2 separate regions of the Mus musculus genome follow, and region 2 is linked to region 1. Evidence: chromatin contacts called from public Micro-C data. All regions are on one chromosome and are shown on one strand. Each heading gives the region's core, a stretch centred on a gene start, on an enhancer-like site or on the middle of the called end of the contact. The rest is flanking DNA. Distances are from core to core; before and after follow the strand shown.

Region 1 (6,135 bases), core at 2,530-5,029:
ACAGTACTTCTGCTCTTTGCAAAATTATGCTGACGTGACCTTTTTATTATATCCCTAACCTACGAGCCCTGTGTGGGAGGCATGTGGATGGGAGAATAATTAATCCCCAGATCCTTAGATCAGATTAGAGATTGACTAGAACAATGGCCTGTGTGAGGTTCTGCTAACTTAGCTATTAAACTTTCAATCAGTTGTTTATTCCATCTCTAATGATACTTTAATTGCATCAACATGATGATTTTGCACAACTAGTAGCCTATAAACTTGGTATGTGGTTTTTATTTCTCATAAATCATATCCTACATTTCTAGATTAGGGAGCTGTATTGCACATGTTTAGAAAAGAAGATATGGGATTCGGAGGAGTACAAGTCAGCCTTGCAGCTGCTGAGGTAACTTCTGTTGTTCTTTTTTGTGTGTCTGCTTTAAGCCTGCCAGTATCACCTTCCTCCAGAACTCCTGTCTGCCCAAAAGCTTCCTGTGTAGCCTGTATGTAAGAATATTTAAACACCTTTTGAATTGATGCGTGCAGTCTCTAGTGGTGTTGATGCAGCAACCATCTATTTCTTAATGCCGTCTGTGCTTCCAGGGCACCTTCTCAGCACACAGCACGTGACAGGTGACTAGCATAGTGAGCTCTACATTCGGCCCTGAAGTTGCTCATATGATATAATTAGAAAACATTTTAATCTATTGATTTTGGGCCAAATGTAACCAAACTATCATTGTAAAAAGACTTCAGTTGTTTAGAGCCCTGCTTCCCCCACCCCACCCTCTCTTTTTTTTTCTGTTTTTTAAAATTTGGCTGTTTAGTGCATACCCAGCTCTGAGACCTCTTGTTTACCTTCATCACTTGAATGTGTCTGATTTGCACTCTTATTTTTTAACATTTTCTTCTCAGGGATCTAGGACCCAATTTTTTTGTGATACAGGGTAACAACTGATCTTAGCTGCTTTGGAGCCAAACTGAGACAGTGAAAGAACTTTAGGGTTCACAGTAAGGGAAAGTGGGGATGCATAGTGTTACTTGAGGTAGAAGGAGGCCATGGTGTCAAGGGGTCAAGTGTTGGCAGCCTTTAGTTAGATTTATAAAGTTTTAGGCATTGGAATCTGGAAGACATCAATCGTGAATGAACAGAAAGACAGAGATTTAGGGAGTGCTCAAGGAAGGCTTTGATTGTTTGGCATAGATTCCTATCTGAATTTAATTTTGGGTTCTCTTGTGAAGAAAAAGTTAAAGTACTCAACTGGTTTACTCTTTCAGTAGGTATCTCCTGGTTCTCATTTTCAGTATTTCCTGGAAAATAGATTAATCTTCAACAAGGGGACTCAGTAACATTCTGAAATCTCACATATGTGATAAACCTTGCAAAACTGTTTAATGGTTGTGGCTGTACTTTGCTATTGCATTTTAAGACCATGTAGGTATCCATTATTTTGAAAGTCATCAGTCTCCTTGAGTCCTTCCTGTAGGTATGGGTCACCGCCATGGAAATCCCTGTTGACCATGTAGCTGCCTGTGGAAGCATCTGGGGCATGCCCGTTTCCACCAACTCTCTTCCCTAGGGGACGTATACTGGCTGGAGCCCAGCCTTTGGAGATTTCATGGCCTCTGTTCAGGACAAACAACTTACCCAAGGAGTCCCTTTAAGAGAAAGGGACACACATTTACTGTGGTTTTGGGCCCTCTTAGCCTTGTTGCTGTTGGCCTCCAAGGTTTGGGTGCTGAACTCAGAAAGAAGGTCTTGCCAGTCTTGTAATTTTCACTTTCCAATCTGACTGAGTTTCCCTAAGTGATTAAAAGCTAACAAGTTAGGGACTGGAGAGGGGCCTCAGTGCTTGCTGCTCTTGGAGAGGACCTGGGTTCAGACCTCATTGTGGCTGGAAGCTCACTGGTGAGCTAGCTTAGCCCAAAACCTCAGGGTTTGGGTTCAGTGAGAGACCCTGTCTCCAAAACTAAGGTGGAGGGCTGGCTTTTCAGTTGGCTCCACACACATCGCAGCTTGAGCAAGTCATTGATAGCCATATAAAGGAGAGACCTGACATTCACAAGTTGTCCTGTGGCCTCCACACGTGCTGTAACATTCTTGTGCACACACATGTGCACTAACACAAACACACCTAAGTAACGGAGACTTAAAAAAGGGTGTGGAGCTGGAGCAATAGGGAGGACCCCTGCTGTCATCCCTTGCATGTATCCTACATACATACACATGGGTACTTCTACCCACACACTCATGTGCATTGTCTTAGGCACTGTTCTGTTGCTGTGAAGAAATACCAAGGCCATGACAACTCTTATGAAATAGAGCATTTATCTGGGGGCTTGTCACAGTTGCAGAGGTTGATCATTATCCTCTTGTGGGGAGAGGAGAAGGCATAGCAGCAGGTGAGGCAGCAGGAGCTGAGGGCTACATGCTAGTCCCTAGGCAGAGGAGAGGCAGAGATCATGACAGAGAGCACCAGTACACTTGGCACACACAGGCAAGTGCCTCGGTCTGGCATGTGCTTTGGAAACCTCAAAACCCACCCCCCAGTGACACACTTTCTCCAAGGAGGCCACACCTCCTGATCCTTACAATTCTTTTAGAATTCTACTCGGTGACTAAGTGTTCAAATATATGAGCCGTGGGGGGTGGGGGTGGGGCATTGTATTTAAAGTCACCGTGTGCATTCTCCTCACGCATGCAGATAGCAGTCACTTCCATAGTGAGAAAGGGAACCAAAATGAGAGGTAGGTTTTTATCAAGGTTTAAACTTTCCTCAGTAGGTACAAATGTGGAGGTAAACACAGTATTCAGTTATTTTCCTTTTGAGATAATGCCTCCTTGGGTAGCAGAGGCCCGGCCTTGAACTCAGAATCCTTATGCCTCTGGCAGTGTACATGCCACACCTAGCAACCGGAACTTGTTAGAAAGAAGTCTGTTAACTAGATTTATTTTTAGTCCTCATTCCCTGCATGCCCTGAAGAACAGACGGGCACCGTAGGACGTTACTTACTTTTTGTTGCTGTGATAAATCACCATGACCAAGGCAGTGTATAGAAGGGAGCTGCGGGGGTTTACTTTGTGGTGGTAGCAGGCAGCACTGCAGCAGGTGGCAGGCTTCTGGAATGTCTTAGTCAGGGTTTTTGGGGAGGAAAGGGTTTATTCGGCTTACACTTCCACATTGCTGTTGATCACCAAAGGAAGTCAGGACTGGAACTCAAGCAGGTCAGGAAGCAGAAGCTGATGCAGAGGCCATGGAGGGATGTTCTTTATTGGCTTGCCTCACCTGGCTTGCTCAGCCTGCTCTCTTATCACCACCCACAAGGGGCCTTTCCCCCCTTGATCACTAATTGAGAAAATGCCTTTCAGTTGGATCTCATGGAGGCATTTCCTCAACTGAAGCTCCTTTCTCTGTGATAACTCCAGCTGTGTCAAGTTGACACAAAACTAGCCAGTACATGGAACCACAAGGATTACAGAGCTGGCCTCCAGCTTCCGGTGCTGTGTTGTCTCCAGCAAGGCTGCACTTCCTCTGCCTCCCCAGACAGCACCACTACCTGATACTCAAATGTGCAAACACATGAACATACAGGGGACATTCTTACTCAAGCTGACCCAAATTCTAAAAACTGGAATACAATTATTAGTGATTTAGGTGCACTGTAACTATGAAACTGAAATTTCTTACTATATGGAAAATAAATCCCCAAAGAAATTTGATTTTCACTGAAAAGTTTTGTTTCTGAGGCAGGCTTTGTACTCCTTGCTGGTCTAGCTAAGAGGATTTAGTCCAGCCATGAGTCACTGCAGTTCCTCCCCAGTGCTGGGGTTACAGGTGCATGACACCATGCTCAGACCTTTTTTCCCCATTTTAAAAATGTCATTAAATTGTTTTTGTGTGTTTATAAATTTAGAATAGAAGGTTTCTGAGACTTTGCTAGTCCAGGATGGCACTGAGGTAAGCTGGTATTGCTAGGGAGTAAGCAAGTTTACCCCAAGTCACCTCTCCAGCACCCCGGGCAATTGATGCCTTGTGTTATAACTTTATTATTGGAATCTGTCATCCCTCTCCTCTTAGGTAGTCCCAAATTCATAAATTCATTGATGTGGAAAAAACTTACTCATAAAATTTCGGGTTTAGTAATCTGGTTGGAGCCCATAAATGTCAATCCAGTAGGGTACAGTTCCTGGACTATAGAAGTAATGCTGATAACAGGAACTGCCTTTTATTGAGCGAGCGCTTGCTGTGTGCCAGTACTATCGTAGGCACCCTGAGCACATTTTGCAGTCCAGTGCAGCACACCTTTCCGGCAGGTTAGTTAGCCACGTTTTCCCTGGGAATCTGAACCATAGAAAGGGACTAAGGGACTTGCATGAGATTGTTTCACTGCTAATAGGTTCATAATTCAGACTAAAAGGCGCGCGTACCTTCAAAATTTATTTGCCTAGATCTAAAGTGGAAGTTGGGGCTATAAATAAAGCAAAACCAATAAATACCAAGTATAGTTTCCATGTTTTTATTAAGCTGAGCTCAACAGCGCTGAGGATCAGACATAGCAGTTCTAACAAGGACTGGTACACTGGGGCCACCACCAAAGACACGTGATGGAGAAGCTTGCAGCTTCGCAGCAAATGTCTCCCTCCTGTAGACTCATAAGGCATGTACAAAACATCAGAGACAGTTTCTGCTGTTTGTATAAAGTCTGAAAAACAGCCTTTCCTAGTTGGCAGAACAGGAGCGTAAATGTAAATCTTCAAAATCTAGCATATTTTCTTTTGCATTCCAAACAGAAATGTATCTCATTTAGGTATGTCTTCCACGCTCAGAGGTTCTAAACGGTTTCAAAATGAGCCAGGAGTAATAGCTTCTGTGGCCTCCAACACCTCACTCACCACGACCATCTCAGCACATAGTACAGACAGAAAAACGAAACACTGTTCAGTCTACATGTCCTAAGTGCGTTGTTAGGAGCTTACTGCAAAACAAACTCATACATTGAAGTTGTCATGGATTCGACTCTCAATGTGGAATTCTAGGTCTGAATTTGGTGCTTAATTTCTTGTTGGCACCTAGGGGCGGGGGCATGTATGTGGAAGTCAGAGGACGACTCTCTGGGTAGTTTTCTCCTTCTACTATGTGAGTTTGCAGGGATCAAACTCAGGTTATAAAGTGCCGCCATTTCCCTGGCTCCTTTCACTGGCTCCGGCTGTTGACATAAGTCCTGTCTTAGTTAAGTTCCTCTTGCTGGGATGAAACACTATTACCAAAAGTAACTTGATGAGGTGCGCTAGTTTTCTACTTGTGCTACATGGCCTGTCCCTGTCTGTCTAGAATGCTGGCAAAGGATGAACTGGTGAGCATACTTCAGCGCTGTATTGAGGTTTTAGATTCCTCTACTGAAAAGCAGCTTGGCAACACAACACAGAAAATAAAGGATTTCCTGACCCAGTTTCAGAACCTCGATGGTAAGTGTAATATCCCGCCCTGCCAGTCCTTTAACCAGAGTGTCATCAAAACGCCTCGGTGTCAGTCAGCAGACCAGTCTCTGAAGGTAACATCTTAACAAGTGCAAACAGGCAAAGGCATTTCGCCTCTGGATTTGTTTTAAACAATGTAGAAAATCAAATGGAAGAACATCATTTTCATTCTTCAGGTGAGAATGGGTGGCAGGCAGTTCTCATTCTCTGGATAGACCATTCTGTACTCTTGCCTTATCTGGGGTGCTGTGACGGGGTGAGGAAAGAGGCTTGCCTCATGGCATCATGGAAATACCTGCTTTGGAATGTTTGTTTGACTCCCTCCTGTGGCAGATATTCCTTTGTCTTTAAACTCCTTTACTTATAGCAAGCTGTCTGTGTGGAAATGTGTCCTCAGACCCCTGTAGCTCCTCTGCAGGGGGTCTCTGACAGGTGCTCAGTTACAGATTAAGGTGGTAAGCAGTGCCAATTTGCTTCCTCCAAGTTATGTGTGAGAGGGAGCTCCACAGCAGTGACCCTGAACCATTTCACAGAAGTAAAAACCTTAAAAGTCTACAAGTTGAGATCATTCCAGCTACGAGAAACTCAACTCTGAGAAGAAAAGTAAACTGCTTTATACTTCACAGCTATTGATACAGCACACAGACTAGAGCCAATCTCTCTTGGCTTCC
Region 2 (5,797 bases), core at 561-3,060, 200 kb before region 1:
CAACTAGCAGGATGAAAGTTAAAGCTGTGCAGTTCCTGCTGGAGATAGAACAAAGGCCACTTTACTTAATCTCCTCCTGTTTTAGGATGAGGTGCAAAACAGTTGCTCACCTCAGAAGATCTCAGAAGGCAGGTTAGCTACTGAAGCACAGTGACTTATAATTGAGATAGGAAAACGTATTATTATTATATAGTAACCCTAAGTGCCTTCTAAGACCAAATCTTATCACTGCTAATGCTCAAGGAGAGCCAGAACATGAAAGAAGATCTTCCAGGGCTGGCCCTGGGCAGGTTCACAATTGTCTTTAACTCTAGTTCAGGAATTCCATGCCCTCTTCTGCCTCCAAAGGCATCAGATAGAAAACTCACGCATAGACATATATAAACAACATATATATATATATATATATGATACTACCCGAAATAAATCACAAGGACTGTTAATCCCACAAGGCAAGAATAAGACTACTATCACAATTTTTGAGCTAAGCAGGCTTTATTAAATACTGGCCAGGACAAGGGACACTGCCCAAGGCCATATCCAGGAATCCCAGAGTAACAAATTACATTAGTCAGAAGCGTATACAATCAAAACTGACAAGGCTATATACATCCCACTTTTATGTAATCAGGGGCAAGTATACATCCTGACATATTTCCTGCCTACACCTCCCACCTATGTGTGCACATCCTGTGCAGCTGAGACAACCAGCCTTGTTTACAGAAGTGAAAACAAGTGGCTTGTTGTCTTACAGGAGCAACAGCTCCCAGCATTCCAAGAAGCTATCTGTTCTTGCCAAGAGGGGCTTACAGTTTAGAGACATTTCTGTTTTATGCCTAAAGCACACAATAATTTAAACTTAAAATATACCTTTAGCCTTCACAGGACAACTCAGGAGTCAGGATGGGAGGCCATAGAAAAGAGAGAGTAGGATTGGTTTTGAAAATTACCACAAACAATGTTCACATTTGTCAACTGATAATCCATTAATTATATCATATACTTTGGCTTGATGTCCTCGTAAAATAAGGCTAGGACTTATATTACTTAAAAAAAAAAAACCCGTGTTTGAGAAAATACTGATAATGTATGATTTTTGAAATTAAATATAAGCGAACTATTAATATCTATGTGAAAAACAAAATCGTCAGTGCTATCAGAGATCCCGTGAGAAGTCTCTTTAACCCCTGGAGATCTAATTTGGGAAACTCTGATTAGTAATCTCTGATCAATTTGAATGTGTTTTTTTTTTTTTTTTTTTACACAAGTGATGGTAGATGATCCCTGTCTCAGAACGGCTAGACTGACCACAGTCCCGGTTCTAAAGACTCGAACCCTTCACCACCACATGTAAAACTTCTAATTCCAGTCCCTTTTCTCTTAAAGCTCTTCTGCCACACCACTGCTCAACTAAAAGCACCCTATAAAGCCCCAGACTCCTTTTTGGCGATACTGCACTTCCTTCTCTTGGAGGCAGCTGGATTCTAGCCTGAATCTTTCCATTTCCATTAAGTGCCATTAGGTCCCATTTCCAATTCTGGATATCTCTTTATATAAATATACATGAAACCCACGAAACGAAAGCTTATTTGAATGTGAGAGGCTGAAAGTCAAAGGCCCCAAGAAATCAAACCAGACTGCTCATCTGGGTTCCAAAGCCAAGGGCTCCTGCAGTTCCAATGCCAGGGCTCGGCCCGGACCCCTGCTCTACGGCCTCCGGAGCATAGATGGCGCTGTGGTGCGGCTCTTAGAGCCCCGGCGGGAACGCGCACTGGTTGGGCGCGCACCGGGCGAACCGGAAGGAAAGTCCAGCAGCGGGCGTTCGCACGGGACGCCGGAAGTCTCTGAGCCTGGCGGCGTCCGAGCTGAAGCTTCCCCGGCTTCCCAATTGCCCAAGGTCAGGCTCCGCCAGCCCTCGAAGGGGAGGGTTGTGGTTTGCAGAAGATGCTAGGGTAGGTTGCCGGGAAGCCTGCCCGCCGACCACACAAGTTTTCACACTTGTTTATGAAGATTTATACTGAGCTCCGTAGGAGCCTGGGTATCTGACCGCGGTCTGAAAAGCTTTACAGCCTTCAGGTCCTTGCCACAGTGACACTCTTTCCCCAATCCATGAGTGGGGTAAATTACGAGGTGGAAAGTGGGTTTTGTGTGTGGTGTTTTTCTTTTTTCACTTTAAAGTTATATTTTACAGTAAAAACGATAGAGTTTATTTTTTAAAATCTAAGCGATCTCATTTCCCCACTGTGAGACAGGGGGCTGGCTGTCTTGGAACTCGTTCTGTAGACAAAGCTGGCCTGGAGCTCAGAGAGATCCGCCTGCCTCTGCCTCTCTAGTGCTGGGCTTATCTTAGGGTCCTGCGTCTGGTAGTACTTTATAAATGCAAAACACTTTCCTCAAAAATCAGTTTTGGAAAAAGATGCTGATGGAATAGGAGTCCACTACAATGGGAAGAATTGGATTATCCTACCCTAGTAGTGAAAAGGCATCGAAGGTAGGAAGGTTGCACACTATCTGTAGGATGACCGCTATTTTGTTAACATCTTTCCTTTTAAGAATGTTAACAATGTTAAATACACATCTGTAATATTGCAGTGTATAATATCATTCCTTTTATTAAGGTGGAATCAGAGTTGTCACTTACTCAAAAAAAAAAAAAAAAATTCCTTTAGAAGCACCAGAGTTGAGATTAAGCTTACTTAGTTCCCTCAAGCTATAAAGCCCTGATTCTTTCTCAAAGTTTCTCATATTAATCTAAACTATTGAAGGTGTCCTACTCCGGACTTTTACTTTCTTAAGCACTAAAAGAGTATAGTATGTGAAACATAATAACAAGAGTATCTATACTATCGTTGAATGTTTGGTCCATTTGAGGCAGTTCTCTATATATTTGAAAATAGAGTGCTTTTCCTAAACCAGTTCTCATTGTTTATATCTTCATACTTCCCCATACAATATAATATAGGTAGCTATGCCAATCTTGTTCTAGTGAATTTGGTGTGTACAGACACGGATAGTTCATTCGTTCACATGCACACATGTGCAGTATGTGTGTAGAAGCCAGAGGTCAGCCTGATGATGTTCCTCAAGGGCCACGTACCTTGTTTTCTGAGACAGAGTTTCTCACTGGGACCTGGGACTTACTGATCCCAAAGGGCTGACTGGTCAGAGAGCCCCAGAGATGAGCCTGCCTCCCCCACCCCAGCACTGGGAGTTTTATGGACATACCACAGCCTGGGTTTTATATGATGCTGGGGATTGATGCAGGCCCTCAGCACTGCTAATTAGTAACAATATATCGTCTGACAGTTATCAAGTGTTTATATAATGAGCTTCAGTGTTTTCTCCCTCATTGCCCACGAGTCCACCAGTCCAACCTCTTCTTCCCAACAGGCCCCTCTTTCCTCCCTCCCCCCTAACCTCCCTGTGTGCATAAAGTTATCTACCAGAGCAAGAACAGTTTATCAATGGGTATACCACTGAGGGAGATGGCACGTTCTCACTAGTTAACTGCTAATAGTTCCTCAGGGAGGAGTGGGGTCTGGTGCTTATTTTGTGTGAATAAGTATTTGTCTGTGTGTGTATATATATGCACCATGTGCGTGTCTGGTACCCATGGAGGCCAGGAGAGAGCATTGGACCCCTGGAACTAGAATTGCAGGCAGTTGTAGCCACCATGTGGGCTCTGGGAACTGTCCCTAGTCTTCTACAAGGGAAACAAGTATTTTTAACTGCTAGGCTGTCTCTTTAGCCTAACTAGTAAGTTTTCAAGTGTTGCTTCTCAAATATATTGTGGATCATCCCTCTAAATATTAATTTTGGTACAGTAGAGGAGGAAACACATACACACATTAAAAGATGGCTAGCCCTGACTTTGTTTGGACTTCTATATTGTGTCATGATTTCATAGACCTGCTCTTTTGTCTTGAGGTATACCCTTTCCCCGCACAAGGAAGAAAGGCAGAGCAAAATAAAAAACATCCTATTATAGAGCAACATATGACATAAGTGTAGCTTATCATTTTAAACAAGTATGAGAAATTCTGTTCGTGGCATGCCCGCTCATGTTCTTGATCATTAGTAGATAAGAAAGAAGTGTGATGGGAAAGGAAGACAGAAATACAGGCGCTTGGACAGATCGTACAGCTGACAGGGAGAGATAGCTCAGCGGTTAAGAGTACTGACTGCTCTTCCAGAGGTCCTGAGTTCAAATGCCAGCAACCAGATGGTGGCTCACAACCATCCGGAATGAGGTCTGATGCCCTCTTCTGGTCTGAAGACAGCTACAGTGTACTTACATATAATAATAAAATAAATCTTGAGGCCAGAGCGAGCAGGGTTGGAGCCAGCAGGGATCCTGAGTTCAATTCTCAGCAACCATATGATGGCTCACAACCATCTGTACAGCTACAGTGTACTCATATACATAAAATAAATAAATCTTAAAAAAATATTTTGCAAACAGATGCACATGGGTTAATCACCAAATTATTTAAGAGTAGTGCAAAGACAGTGTCCCATCATCCCCACTGTAGTGTGTAGCCTTTAACACAAGAAAGGTACAACTAGAGGTTGGCTAACTGTATGCAAATGAATAAGAGCAAGCTACCTCAGTGACAGATGGCAACAACAAAAGGGCAGAAGCTGAAGAGAGCGAAGGGAATATTTAGGATGTTCAAATGGAAGCTCACCTGAAGGTATCATTTCATTCAAGTGGTAGTGTCAGGATAAGTTATTGCTGTGCCTTGAACTTGTGGTTAGTTCTGCAGCTTTTCAGAATGGAACTTAGGTTTAGTTCTAGACTCCTTGAAAAGAGCCAGTGAACTTCTCCTTCTAGATTACAAGTTCACTCGTTGCAGTTGCAGTTTGTTTTCTCACACAGTACTTACTGGTAATTTAGATGTGAAGAAAGAACCAAGACTACATTCTTCCTACACATGCAAAGTTCTGTGGAGCAAAGAGACAGACAAGGACTTTCTCTTATATGAAAAGCTTTTGTTCTTTCTTTCTAAGATTTATTTCATTATTTATTATATATTAAATATTTATTTTATGTATGTGTGTATTTATTTTATATATTATTTTATACATTGTTGCTGTCTTCAGACACACCAGAAGAGGGCATCGGATCTCATTACAACTATGTGGTTGCTGGGAATTGAATTCAAGACCTCTGGAAGAGCAGTCAGTGCTCTTAAACTCTCCTCTTTGATCTTTTGTTGTTGTTGTTGTTTTGTTTTGTTTTTGTTTTTAATAGCAAGCTTCAAATCAAAGTTTAATTCACACAATAAAAATTCACTTTTCAAACCAGGTAGGGGAAAACTCAAATTTTAGAGGAGGAAAAAAAATGAGCGCTTATACAACCATTCACATGGTTGCTGAGATCCAGTGGTCAATAAAGTCATCTGTATAGGAAATGGTAGAAAGCAGGGATGGTTCCTGTGAGAGCTTCAAGCTTCATCTACAGGAAGACAGCACTCAGTGGGAGTATTTGAATAGGTTCTGCCCTCAGTTGCTGACCATCACTGGTGTCCCAAATTAAGGATCTAAAGTGGTGGCTCTCACCCGTCCTAGTGCAGTTCCTCATGTTGTGGTGACCCTCCGCCATACAATTATTTTTGTTACTACTTCATAACTGTAACTTTGCTACTGTTGTGAATCATAATATAAATATCAGTGCTTTCTAATGGTCTCAACAACCTCTGTGAAAGAGTTGTTTAACCCCAAGGGATTATGACCACAGGTTGAGACTGGCTATAGGGAACAACTTAACTCTCAAGAGTTAGTGAATCCTACTCTG

The links. Hi-C and Micro-C count contacts between places; a contact is called where the count stands out from the background.
Region 2: a Micro-C map of embryonic stem cells shows a contact between it and region 1, with 5 times the contacts expected there. The contact joins the promoter of Smim8 here to the enhancer-like site in region 1. A contact is called at or near these places in 2 of 39 promoter capture datasets (embryonic stem cells and pre-B cells), 3 of 484 Hi-C or Micro-C datasets (cardiomyocytes and embryonic stem cells), 3 of 115 datasets of contacts at active chromatin or transcription factors (embryonic stem cells and memory CD8 T cells) and 2 of 9 other capture datasets (adipose tissue and liver).

The regions. Positions count from the first base shown.
Region 1 is chr4:34,579,060-34,585,194 of GRCm38.p6, reverse strand. It overlaps Orc3 (origin recognition complex, subunit 3), which reads left to right. Exons shown (of 20, transcript NM_015824.4): 13 at 312-391; 14 at 5,319-5,452. Among named protein-coding and RNA genes, the nearest start is that of Akirin2, 32 kb to the right of the region's middle. Within about 2 kb of position 3,779, at least 50 of the 459 cell types and tissues checked have an H3K27ac peak or open chromatin away from gene starts, as enhancers often do. A contact at or near this core is called in embryonic stem cells and memory CD8 T cells, where this site is marked.
Region 2 is chr4:34,774,379-34,780,175 of GRCm38.p6, reverse strand. It overlaps Smim8 (small integral membrane protein 8), which reads left to right and starts at 1,810. Exons shown (of 3, transcript NM_001330757.1): 1 at 1,810-1,897.